3 separate regions of the Gossypium hirsutum genome follow, and regions 1 and 3 are each linked to region 2. The links are chromatin contacts, called in public Hi-C maps. All regions are on one chromosome and are shown on one strand. The core of a region is the stretch at or near the end of the contact, and the rest is flanking DNA. Distances in the headings are between cores, read along the strand shown. Region 1 holds the start of LOC107898655 (mitochondrial uncoupling protein 5). Region 2 holds the start of LOC107898609 (protein PHOTOSYSTEM I ASSEMBLY 2, chloroplastic). Region 3 holds the start of LOC107898672.

Region 1 (4,291 bases), core at 498-2,997, 440 kb before region 2:
TTAGAGCAAATATCTCATCTATTGATATCATTATTAGAACAAGAATCGCACATCGCGTTTAACATGTAGAACAACATAAAACTGGAAAACAATTAAGTAACTTAAACATTCATTTTCGTCATCGTCTTTGTTATCAATGCCTCAAAAGTCCTTAAGCAACTTCCGGACCTGTTCCAGTGTCACAAACAGCACCACCGTAAATGGTCCCTGTCTCGAGATTGTGGGTATAAACCCTTTATACAAAGCCATCGGCCCTTCCGACTTCACCGTCTTGATAGCACAATCCAAAGCGCCGGCGTAAGGCGGCTTTTGCCCTGCCTCCACCTTCATGTTCATCACCCTTGTTTTTATCACATCAACAGGATTGGACGCCACTGCCGCAACAAACCCGGCTGAAAAGCTCGCTGCCACGTGTGTCCCCAGCCCATCTTTCATCAGCCCGTTTTCCAAAATCATCTCTTTGATCTGATCGTAGGAGGCAAGCTGCGATGCCGTCACCAACATCGCACGATTCACCGTCAGCGACGAGCCGCGCCACAAGGAGGTCACGCCTTCTTGTTTGGTCATGCGTGTGATGGCGTCGACAACGCTGGTATAGTTACGACGTTGAGATACGGGAAGGCGTCCGTCAGCTTGCATTCGCACCATCGCCACGTCGGCTGGGTTCCCAACGGCAGCGCCGATCCCTCCGGCGATTAGCCCGGCGGTGATTTTCCGCGAGAGAGGCATGGTTTTGGTCTCTTTATCAGTCCACTTCTGTTTCAGGATGTCGTAGAGTCCCATGCGGGTGGTGGAATAGAGGGTCTGGCGGAGGACGGTAGCAGAGACGCCAGAAAAAAGAGCAGCGACGCCTTCGGTCCGGAAGATCTTGATCCCGGTGGCCACAGGTCCAACACGCGCCGGCGGAGGAGGCATGTGGATAGCAGAGGAAGTAGTAGTAGTGGTTGTCTGAAAGGCTAAAGCAGGGCGGAGTGTTTGAACAGCCGGATTGGGAACATGGCTTTCACCCTGGAGCTGCATTCGGACTTTGATCAAATCAAGCGGGTGGGTCGAACACCCGGCCACGATTGAGGCTATGCCTCCTTCAACAAAACTCTTCACTCCCATAGCGGCACTCTCAAAGAAGATCTAAACTCAAATACTTAAGAACTTTACCAAAATTTGCTTGCAAATCAACAAGGCAATTACTTTGTTTCAAAAAGGAAATAAAAGAAGTTTAAACAAAAAATCAATAGAAGAAAAAGAAAGAGATGGAACTATTAAGACCAGTTGGAATTAGGGTTCATCTCACTGGAAACCAGGAGATGAGAATGGAGACCAAAAGCTATTGAAGAAGAGTGGGGAACGTTAGGCCTTTGAGACATATGCTAACCAAGAAAAATCAGCTAATGAATGGGGTGATTTGCTTTGTGGGCAGGGGAACGTATTTATAGCTGCGACGGCGGCGGTCACGTGGTTCGGCTAAGGCACATGGGAAATACGGGTGTTGCGGGAAACTTGGAGGGACACTTCTTGGGCCGTCTCTTATTGTATACGCGTTTTTTTGCCTCTGGTCTCTTTCTTTTTTTTGTGGGTTTCATCAAAGTCAAAAATATCCCTCAACATAGGCTGGAGCCCGCCACAGGCCTATCAGGTGGAGGTGGATGCAAGTCGGCAATTTCAAAATAATTTAGGTTATACATTTTATATGTAGTTAAGGGTTAACCCTAGTATGCTAAATACAAATTTAATCAGTTAAATAATTCGATTTTTTGAAAATTTAGAGAAATATTTTACTTTTGAAGAGAGAGTATCAATGGTTTTGTCTTTTAAGTCCTAAATTCCTCTTTTACATATATTTTTATTTTTCATTTAATGTTGTTTTAAGCTTTTTATTATTATTATTTTTAATTAATATTTTAAATATATTATTTTAAAAGTTTTTATTTTTAATTCATATTTTTTATTAATAACTTTTTTTTATAAAATCAAATAATATTATAAAAAATTATTATTCTTAATAAATATAATTTTTATATGTGTAATATTTATTTTTCAATCCATATCATGAGTGTAGTAAATTTTAGTATTTTATATATTTTTATATATATATTTAAAATATTTCATATATAAATATGATGATATTTGAAATAATTAATTGAAATATTTTATATATATAAATATTTAAAAATACCATATACACAATATAAATGAAAAATAATAAATTTTAAAATATTTTAAATATAAAAATAATAATTATATTTAAAATAATTATAATATTAGTTGGAAATTTGAGTTGAGTGAAATGGATTGGGCGGTCTCACGTTTTTTTATTCCTTATATGACTTTTGGCTTTATTTGGTTTCTTATTAATTTCATCTGCAAATACGTTCATGCATGGTCTTTGACCACTTAGGGGGTGTCTGGTATAATTACGAAACTCTATTCAATTTTCTATTAAAAATCTCTTTAAATTAACTGTGCATCTATGGTTGTTTCACTCCTAACTAGTAATTTGATTCATTCTTTTTAACTGATTATTTTGAAAACTATCAAATAAAATTAATTGCTTAGCAACTAATTAATAAACCAAATTTTTTAGTTCAAAAAGTCGTTTAATCGTCGACTGACTGATAGGTTTTTTTTTTGGTGAAATCGACCGATAGGTTTTTAATTACCAATTAATTGTCAACTTATTTATTTATTGGTTGAGATATTTGTGAAAGTGGCAGCTAAATATTTCAATTTAATCCCTTTCGAATAAAATAGCTGCAATTTAGACTCTTTCGAAAGTTAAATATTCAACTAAAACGGTAGAACTTCGTTAATATAACCATTTTTAACTCCATCGTAATTCCTGGCTTTTGCCCCGCATTTTGCGTTACAAAGGTGATGTTTTTTTTTTTTAACACAACAGCCTTAAGGAACTAATATTATAACGGAGGGCCGAAGTCATTAGACATTTTGACGTGTCGAGCTGTGATAAGGGGATGGGTAATTGCCAATCAGAGGCATAGGCCATCTCTATTTGATGGTTGTCCTTCGATGTGCCTGACTTTTTGCAGGCTGACTTTTCACAAGTGATTAGCGGTCACCCTCTTCTCTTCAAATTAATTTTAATCTTTGATGTATTACACGGTATATAATTTAAAGTCAATCAACTTAAATTAAAATTTTTAATAATATATGATTATTTAATTTATTTACAGTGCATAAAATTATATCTAATAATTTTTTTAATAATTTTATAATAACTTCTGATTATATATTTTTTTGACATAATGATTAAAATTATTCATAACTCATTTTTAATCCATAAATAAAAAAATAATATATTTTAACTCACTCGAACTTACATTTTCCTACATTAATGATAATATTTATACCAATTAAATCTTTTTAAACATTAATCAAACATTTTTATAAATTAAACACTCAACTGAATCCAACATTATCAATATATAATAACACTTGTTTGTTTGAAGGAGGAGTCCCCTGGAGTTAAATTAAGTTTTTAAAAGAATTGCTTTATTGAAAGTTTGTCTAGTGGGAGGCTCCAAATGAATGTGCTATAACCACCCTCGACTGAGTGGGGTCATTGCATTCCCATTTCAAAGTTGGAACTGGTAAAGTTGAGTAATTATGGGGGCTTTTCAGATGGTATAAAGGCCATCCACGTGTACATATGTAATTAAACGTTGACGGATACGGGGTCAGCCGGTCAGGCATGACCAAGTTGTGGGATCATGTCATCTTGTCTTTGGGTGCTAAAAGTTTGGCCTCACTGGAATTCGACAAAACTTTAAAACGTCGCCTGAGAGATTCGAACTCTCGCGGGGAAACCCCATGTACTTAGCAGGCACACGCCTTAACCACTCGGCCAAAGCGACGAACAAGATAACAAATATAAATAAAAATTTTAAAGCTTAACAATGAAATGAAATAGCGTGAAAATTAAACAGATGCATCCGGGAAGTAAAATTACTTATTTAGCCAAAGAAAACTAAGATGAAGTCAAGTATTTAATTGTAATACAATAATATTAGCTACCAATAAAGGGATTGTGTACAGTTTGACACTTCAGCTAGTAAATTAGTTTAATGTGACACGTTTATTTTAAAACGAAATGTCGATTGTGATATTTTCATTGTCATTCAAGATAGACAAATAAAATAGATTATGTGACCGTCATAGCTCTTCCTAGGTTGCAAACGTAATCGACTTGATCCAAATTTTAAGTAATAAAAATTTTGAAATAGATTTTAGATAAAAACTAAGTTAGATTTGTTTATTTAATAAAATAACATCAAAT
Region 2 (4,288 bases), core at 807-3,306:
TTTTCACAAAACCTGTAAGAACAATGCCGAATTTAGAAAAAAAATTTAAAAGGGATCGAAATTCTATCATAGAGATTAAAATATTAATTTATGATATTTTTTTTAAAAAATTTAAATAATTACTTTATTTAAAGAAATAAAGTATAATTTTATTATATATAAATTTATAACTTAAGGAAATTAAAATATATTTTTTTTATTTGTTAATTCAACCCCTCCACCCTTTGCAATCTCCCTTGGAAAGGCATTGAAATTATTTACCGACAATAATATAGAAATGTTCTCTTGCATTGACAACAATACTCATGACAATCAAGTTAACATTCAATTGACTAACTTCTTATAATTAATTAGACTTTTCAAAGATATAATTTTTTCTACCCGTAGATTGCAAAGATGGGCGGGAATTAAATAGGATGATTATTGTATTTGTAATATTTATGTTTATATTTTTTTTCATGCTTAAAATAGGTTATATTTATATAATTTTGTGTTATTTATATTATATATTAAATTATTGATCAAGTTAATATTACAATATAATTGGATATTAAATTAATTAAATAATGATTAGAATAATTTTTTTTAACCAAGTGAATTGTTATCATGTTTTTTTATCAAGTAAAGTTGACTTAATTTTTATATAATTTTTTTCATAAATATTTTTTCACTTGCATCATGGTATGCCATAATCTACTATGCAATAATATTATTTTTTTAGGTACACTATTTTCATGGTCATGAAACTATTAGTAAGTTTATATTTTGATTAATCAATTTTAAAAAAGTTACAAAATTATCAGTGAACTATTCGAAAGTTTTCATTCAAGTCATTGAGTTATTAATTTTTTTAAAGTCTGACTTTGTGAGCTTCAAGCTACGATTTGATAACCAGTACATTGGATCAGAATCCGTTAACAAGTAGAAGAATATTATTTAGATTCAAGTCAATCTATCAGTCAGTGTTGAAAATCGAAGAAGAAAACTATTTAAATTTTTGTTTACATATTCATGGTGTTCAAAATTGTTCCATGAAAAAAAAATTGAATTGTAGAATAGGAAAGGAAGGATAGCTTTCTATTGGTACATGCGGTGCGAATAGAAAAGACCATACAACATTGATTTTAACATCCTAGTGACTTAAATGAAAAGTTTTGAATAGTCCAATGACCATTTTGTAACTTTTTGAAGTTGACTGACTAAAATATAAAGTTCCTAATAATTTAGTAACCTTAGGTGGAATTTACCCTATTTATTTTTGGGTGATGTAATCACTTAAAAGATGCATTTGAATCACATTATCCAAAGAAATGGATATGATGCAGAGGTGGCAGAAGCTTAGTGGGAGGAAACATTGAGTTTCAGATAGTGAATATCAGATAATTCTCCAGAAAAAAAAAATGAAAATCCAATTCAATCAAAGCCTCTCAATCCAATCTTCCTTTCTTTCGTTTCACTTAAACTATGTATCTGCTGAACTTTTAACCTTTTTTCTATTTGCAACAAAGATTTGAATACATGGGTAGCTCCAGCATGGCATGATCAGTTGCTTCAAGGAACACAAGCTCAGCTTCTAAAAGCAACAACAATTCCAGGCTTGTTGTAGTAAAAAAAAAATCAAAGAAAATTGAAATTATTTTATGCATTTAATATGTATGATTATTTAATATAAATATATCCTTAAATAATTTATCATATATTCTAATTTAATGTACTTAAAAATTATTTTCTAAACTTAAATCCAAATGCTGTTAATTTTAAGCTAATTATTACAATATCACCAATTATGATAACTCCTTAAAATTTAATTTCACCGAACGTGAGGCCATACCATTCGAAATTACATATCCCCATCCAAGGGTAGGGATTTGGGCATGATTTTCCCTCATTAAACAATCAGCTTTACGTACAGGAGGAGAAGTCAGCTACCCCTTTCTTCATTGGATAGCTAGGAACACTCACATGTACAACCTCATTTCCCCACTCATTTTTGGGACCACACCATTTATCATTATTATTGTTGTTGTTTAAAATAATAATATGTATACCCTTCTCTAATTCATTTTTTATTCATTTGGGTGTTTTAAAATTTTGGTAAAATAATTTTTAGCTCAAAATAAAATTTAGGTATATTTTGAATTCATTAATCATATTCTGTAATATGTTAATTTTAAATATTTAATGTTCAAAATTTTAAAATATCATTGACAATTCAAGTTGACTTTTATTTATAACCACAAACAATTTAAATATTTGAGGTTTGATATCATTTTACATGATTAAAATTTATTTATAAAAATATAGTTGTAATAAGCTTCGGTAAATATTGAGGTTGTTTTAAATGTTTATAGCTTTTCTTTGGTTGTTTTTTTTTTTAACTTTTAAATAAAAAAATAAAATATATTTTAATATATTCAAATTTATGTAGCAACAATACCAATAATAATTGAGTTAAAATTTAATGGATATTTTAGATTTATTATTATTTAAATTTAGATATATTTTCTCCCAATCTGATCTGAGGGAGTAAAGGTGAACCTGATCTGACGGTCTTAGATATATTCAAATTTATGTAGCAATAATACTAATAATAATCAAGTTAAAATTCAGTCCATATTTTAGATCTATTACTGTTTAAATTTAGATATATTTTCTCCCAATCTGATCTGATGGTGAAAAGGTGAACCTGATCTGACGGTCTTGATCAAGGTGCACGTTCGTACTCCAGTTAACGAGTCAATTATTTTCTCTGAAAACATGTACGTGCAGCCGGTTTTAATTGTGGGGACTCTTTAACCTTTTCTTCTTTTTCTTTTTCAGTGCTAAAATTTACACAGAAAGAAGTAAAGAGAAGAGTCTAGTTATGGCTTACTCTTCTCCCAATCTTTCTTCAATTCCACACCTTCCTTCTTTCACTCTAAAACCTTCCCCGCCTCACTGTACGTTCTTTCTTTCCTTTCTATATATTTAGTTATGTATATTTGTGAAATAGATCTACGCCTTGTTTTTAATTTTTCATTTCCTTTCAGTGGAAGTTTTCACATATAATATTATGTTAATGGGGTTTTCTTTTTGTGCATTCAGCTAAACCTTTTTATCCAAATTCTGAAACTTTAGATAGTTATTAAAATTATTTCCATTTTGGGTCAGTTCCTTAAAGATATCTTATCCCTTTCTGTTAACTTTTAAAAAGATTAACAGTTGGTACATTGTTTATATGAATTAGCTGAGTAGCAAGTTGTGTAAGATGCTCAAGGATTAGAATATTGATTGTAATTAATCTTTTCTCTAAAGAATTTATGGAAAGTTTGTTGTAGAGATGATTTTTCTTTTCCAGTGAATTGGGTGCTGTTAAATGCTTTGAGTGCGGATGTAAAGGATGGCTCCATTTTAGCAACTGAAAATCAGATTAGAAGTCAAAGTAACTTCATAATATGAATTCTATGTTGAATTCCTGGATCAATTTATTTGGAAAGAAACATATTGAATTTATCTTGAGGTGTCGCACCTTTTGCTGCCAATGCATGTATTTTTGTTTTTATGGATTTTCTTTAACTATACAAGTGTTTTAAACCCTGCCTTTCATTGCTTTAACGACAGCAAGCTCAAGGTTGGTTTCAGCTCAGATAAGATCTAGTTTGGAGAATGAGAGCTGTACTGCTGGAGTTTCAAATGATTCATTAGAACCTGCTAAGAAGAAGGTTTCACTTATTTGTTTTCCAACATCTATTTTGTTAGTACTCTTCAAATTCACTACTCACACAGCATCTTTTAGTTGTTTCAGAAACCAAAAAGTCTAAAGCCATTTTACATGTCTGATTTGCACTAATTGGGTAGAATCTTCATTATTTGCTACCTTGTTTATAGTGTTGATAGGTTCCAAATTTTTCTGCAGGCAGGTGAGTTGCCAACATCGCGGCGTATGTGTCTTACATGCTTATGTTCAAGCCTGGCTTTAATCAGTAGTTCTAGCAGCTCTGCTTCTGCAGTATCAGCAATGGCTATGGATGGGAATGAAAGGGCTGTATGCCGGAATTGTTCAGGGAGTGGTGCTGTACTTTGTGAGTGACACTTTTGCAATTTCTTTTGTATGATACGTTGTTGTCTAACCAAGTGAACCACCCTTGTATGCATCTTATAATCTTTTTTGAGATTGTCCTTTACCCTGCTTTCTGACATTGGCGAAAGACATACGAACTCTTGTTTCTGATTTACGGGTTGCTTGTCTTGTATGATAAAAACATTAGTCTTCAATGGTGAAAAATTCCTCGCACCATTTATTGATTTC
Region 3 (4,310 bases), core at 1,068-3,567, 500 kb before region 2:
TCAAGGATGTGGGCAAAGTCTTTAATTTTTTAAAATTTTATTATTTAACTAGTCATTATACGAGAAACACCTCATTAGTTATACTGTATGGTCATAAACAATTTTTTATTGTATAATTGGATAGGCGGTGGCTGTGGTATTTACGTTACTAAAATCATAATATAATAGTTTTATCTAAAAATAATAAAATATTATTTAGTTATTTTAGATATATATTAAATAAATAACATAAAATTTTAAAAAAAAATAGAATAAAAGGTGCCCATACTCGGAACAATTTGTTGTTTAAGGCGGTCGAATTGTGATCCCTACTTAACATTTTATGCCCACTAATTAGCTAAAATTTTATTACTTAAGAAGTTTCCAGTTTTATAATTCGCGGTTTTAAATTATACCTTCTTCTAATATCTATTTTATTTCTTTTTTTGTTTTTAATTTATTTAAAAAATAAAATGTATTAATAAAAACATAAAATGTAATATATTTTTATTATACGTCAATAATTTCAAATAAAATGGTAGTTCAGCTATTAAAGTAAAACAATAAATAAATATCAAGGGATAGATCTTTGTTTAGACTAAAATTCCCAACAGTCGTTAAACTGATAAACTTAAATTTAATAAAATACTTTTAATAGTATTTACATTTTTAAATAAAAGTAGGGACCAAATTTGTAATAAACAAAGAGTACAAAACTTAATGTCTTACTTTAAATTTTTTATTCGCTTTTCTATACGTTTCATTACTTTTTAGTAATTTAATTATAGGTAAATTACCTAGTTGGTCACCCAATTTTTAGGATACTTTTATTTTTGTCATTCAAAATAAATTTTTTGCAAATTGGTTACTCAATTTTTAGGGCGCTTTCATTGTAGTCACTCAAGTGTTAAATCTCTAGCAACAGTTAACTATATAAGCCGCATCATGTTTGCATTTTCTTTTTAGTCACCTAAATTTTAGATTATTTTCATTTTAATGACCCCAAAAAGTATATTTTTAATTATTGATTGGAATAAAAAAAATAAGGATTAAAGTGAAAAGCGGTAGGAACTAAAATAATACACAAAAATTGTCAAATTGTACTTGTTTATCCTATTATCGAAAATGCTAAATTTGGTTTTTGAAATATAAATTTTTAAATATTAAGATTCAAAATTATAGTAGTAAATCGGTTGACATTATCAATTGATAAAAAATTTAACAATTTTATTTAATTTATTTTGATGTTTTGAAATTATGTTAAAAAAACATCAATGAAAATTATTGACTTTAATAGTTGTATGTGAAACCCAATTTTATTTTGATTATATGATATTGAATCTTTCATACTAAGCTAAAAATAAAGAAAAATCCTTATAATTAATTAAATTAATAAATTTTATCTTCCATTCCAAATAAAACTCATACTTTCTTCATCACTTCTTTACTCACATGAAGAAGAAACAATTAATTTAATTAATTGCAAATATTTGTTCCTTTACTTTTAGCTTAGTATGAAAGATTCGAGACTATATAATCAAATTTTTTTTAAGTTTTGTAGACAATTATTAAATATGAATTATTTCATTAAGAATAATTTAGAACAAAAAATAAAATTTAAAAATTTAAAAAATAAAATTTTAAAATTTAAAAGAAGATTAAATTAATTAATTTTAATATTATAATACCAAATTGGTTGACATTCTTCTATGAACAAAAAAAATCAATAATTTATTCAATTTCTTTTGATATTTTGAAACTTAAAATTTCAATATTAAAATAAAATTTAGAATTTCAGCAATCGATAAACAAATATAATTTGACAGTTTTTATGTATTATTTTAGTTTTTATTACTTTTTCACTAAAATAGAAATGTAAACATGATATAATGTGTACATTAAACCACCTTTGGAGTTTTAATACTTTGAGTGATCAAAATGAAAGTTTTAGGTTTCTAAGAAGTTTACCCTTTATTTATATACCTTCGTGATTAAGTCTTAAATAAGCGCGGAAAATCAGGGTGGGGTGGGGGAATAAATAATAGCTGGGCAGGGGGGATTTACAGCACACCCGCAGTTTGGACTGAAAGCACCATTTGAGATGCGCGTGGGTCCCCTCTGCCCTAAAGTAACCCATCTTGGCCTCTGTGTGCAACCAAACCAAGCTCGAAAAAGAAACTATTAAAATATATCCAGCCGTTATAAAGAGGCGCGCGTTCACTTGCCACGTCAGCTTCCCGTTAACTTTACGACTCTCCGTTAGTTCTATGTTTCCGTCTTAATGTTCGTTTATTCTCTCCTAAATTTCGCTTCCATCTTCAACCATTTATTCTTCTTATTAATTGATGACATAAAAGGAAAAATATAATAAATGATTTTTTATAAAGCTAAGAAGAATTTTGCTTGAACTGTTGAACTAGACCCATTTTGTGTTTTACTCTCACTGTCACTCCAATTCTCACTCTCTTTTCACAATCACTTTGTGTGAGTAGTTTTTCCATCTCTACTTTCTCTTCATTACTAAACTTGATCAAAAGTCAAGGTTTTTTTCTTCCCCTTTGGGCGGCGGAGGGATTTTATTGAGTTTTAGTGATATCCTTTTGCTGGTTTGATCATTGAAGCTAATGAGATTTCAGTAATTGGTTTCTTTGTTACTACTCTGATCAGTGCTTGGCATGTGAAGTTGAATTGAATTCTCATCATCTTTATTTTCTCTGTTTGGTTTCTCGGAATCCTTTTAAGGAAAATAATAAAATAAAAGAATGTCGGTGCTGGAAACTTGTACTTTTCCATCTTTTTCATATAGATTTTCTTTTCCATTCATCTAGAAAACAATCGATCATATTAATGATTTGGTTTTGCTATATTTTGACTTTTTTTGGTAAAGTTTTGGACTTTATTTTTTTTTCACACTGCTTGATTAGAAAGACAGACAAGGAAAGAAACATGATCAGAATTCCCCAGTTTCTTTTATTAATTATTTAGTTTGCTAGTGTTGCTCTTTTGCTTGTGTTAATTTGGGTGTTAAACTCTCTCTTAGGGGTTGGATTTTAGGTCAAGTGGAAGAACTTTACAATGTTCACCCAAGGCCTTGACAAGGATGCGTTCAGATGGGTTCGTGCGGTGAGTCATTTCAGTTGTTTATCCCTATAATTTCATACATTTATGCATTTGTATAGGTATTTGCTGCAAACATTTGTTTATTTAAATATATAGATATTTCATTGATTCGTGAAGGTAATGTTTGAAGTAGTTTTTACGTATATAGTGTAGTCTGAGGTGTTGGTCGAGTCTGATCTTATTGTTTTAAACTTGTATTAGGGAGGTGCTGCCAAGAACAGAGATTTTTTCGGTGTGACCATGGCAGTAAAACAAGCACTTGACCCTATTACCAGTTTAAGAAATGCTGGATTACCTCCTTCTGCAAAATTTCGTAATGGACATTTATCCCAGAATATAATACCTGTTAGTGGCAATGATGATGGTTCAGAATCAGACATGGACATCTCATCTGATTCTGAAGAGCATGCCCATGACGGGCAGTACTCGTTCATTTCATCTCCACAAGATGATAAGGTGCATAATGTTGCAGCTGCTTCGATGCAGAAATCAGAGGCTCATGGTCATTATGGACCTCAGCTGAAACTAGGAAATGGTGCTCAGAGACCAGCTCAGGTCTGTGGTGGGAAGGCGGACACTGTAGATAAGCAATTTTCAGATTCTGCCTGTAGCACTGAAGTTTCGTATATGCAGTATAGAAGCAACAATGGTGGTGCACCTCCTGGGGAAGCATATAATTCAGATAGTTATTCTTCTACAGTTACTTCTAGGGTAGGCATTGAAATAGTATCTAAATAGTTTTGCATCTTTAAGTGAACTTCTGGATACAAAACCTTTACTTACCTCGCTAAGAATTTTGCTTTTACTCAAGCACTTTCTCCTTTAATGTTATTTCCTTTGGTAATTTGTTATTATTTTATTAAGTTGCTTTGATTGTGCCCCCTTAAGCATTAAAGTAGAAACCTGGGCACTTGGCAACACTTTTTGGTCATGCTTATACAAATTTAAGATGGTACCTTTTTTTATGTGCAAAGTACATTGGGTGATATCTCCATTGTCAATTGGTGAGCTACCAGGGTTTCACATCCTAAAATGTTTCCTTTTTAACTTTCTAATGGTTTGACCGGTTATGGGAATGGGACTGGAGATGTTGAAATGGCTTCATTTGGGGGTATTCTTTAACTTGATTGTAATATGAAATTATAAGATTGAAATGTGAAGACCGCTTTGATGGTCAACTTAAATTTATTGTTAGTCTAAAACATTATACT

Evidence for each region. Hi-C and Micro-C count contacts between places; a contact is called where the count stands out from the background.
Region 1: a Hi-C map of leaf shows a contact between it and region 2, with 2.5 times the contacts expected there. The contact joins the promoter of LOC107898655 here to the promoter of LOC107898609 in region 2. A contact is called at or near these places in 2 of 34 Hi-C or Micro-C datasets (both in leaf).
Region 3: a Hi-C map of leaf shows a contact between it and region 2, with 1.8 times the contacts expected there. The contact joins the promoter of LOC107898672 here to the promoter of LOC107898609 in region 2. A contact is called at or near these places in 9 of 34 Hi-C or Micro-C datasets (callus, hypocotyl, leaf and 2 more).

What each region holds. Positions count from the first base shown.
Region 1 is chrA11:55,135,707-55,139,997 of Gossypium_hirsutum_v2.1, forward strand. LOC107898655 (mitochondrial uncoupling protein 5) reads right to left here and starts at 1,748. Exons shown (of 1, transcript XM_016824172.2): 1 at 1-1,748. The coding sequence starts at 1,107. The coding sequence ends at 142. It overlaps TRNAS-GCU (transfer RNA serine (anticodon GCU)), which reads right to left and starts at 3,869; the gene lies at 3,788-3,869.
Region 2 is chrA11:55,575,561-55,579,848 of Gossypium_hirsutum_v2.1, forward strand. It overlaps LOC107898609 (protein PHOTOSYSTEM I ASSEMBLY 2, chloroplastic), which reads left to right and starts at 2,057. Exons shown (of 6, transcript XM_016824112.2): 1 at 2,057-2,709; 2 at 2,821-2,939; 3 at 3,601-3,701; 4 at 3,896-4,061. The coding sequence starts at 2,864.
Region 3 is chrA11:55,073,421-55,077,730 of Gossypium_hirsutum_v2.1, forward strand. It overlaps LOC107898672, which reads left to right and starts at 2,318. Exons shown (of 23, transcript XM_041081984.1): 1 at 2,318-2,463; 2 at 3,020-3,102; 3 at 3,301-3,810. The coding sequence starts at 3,055.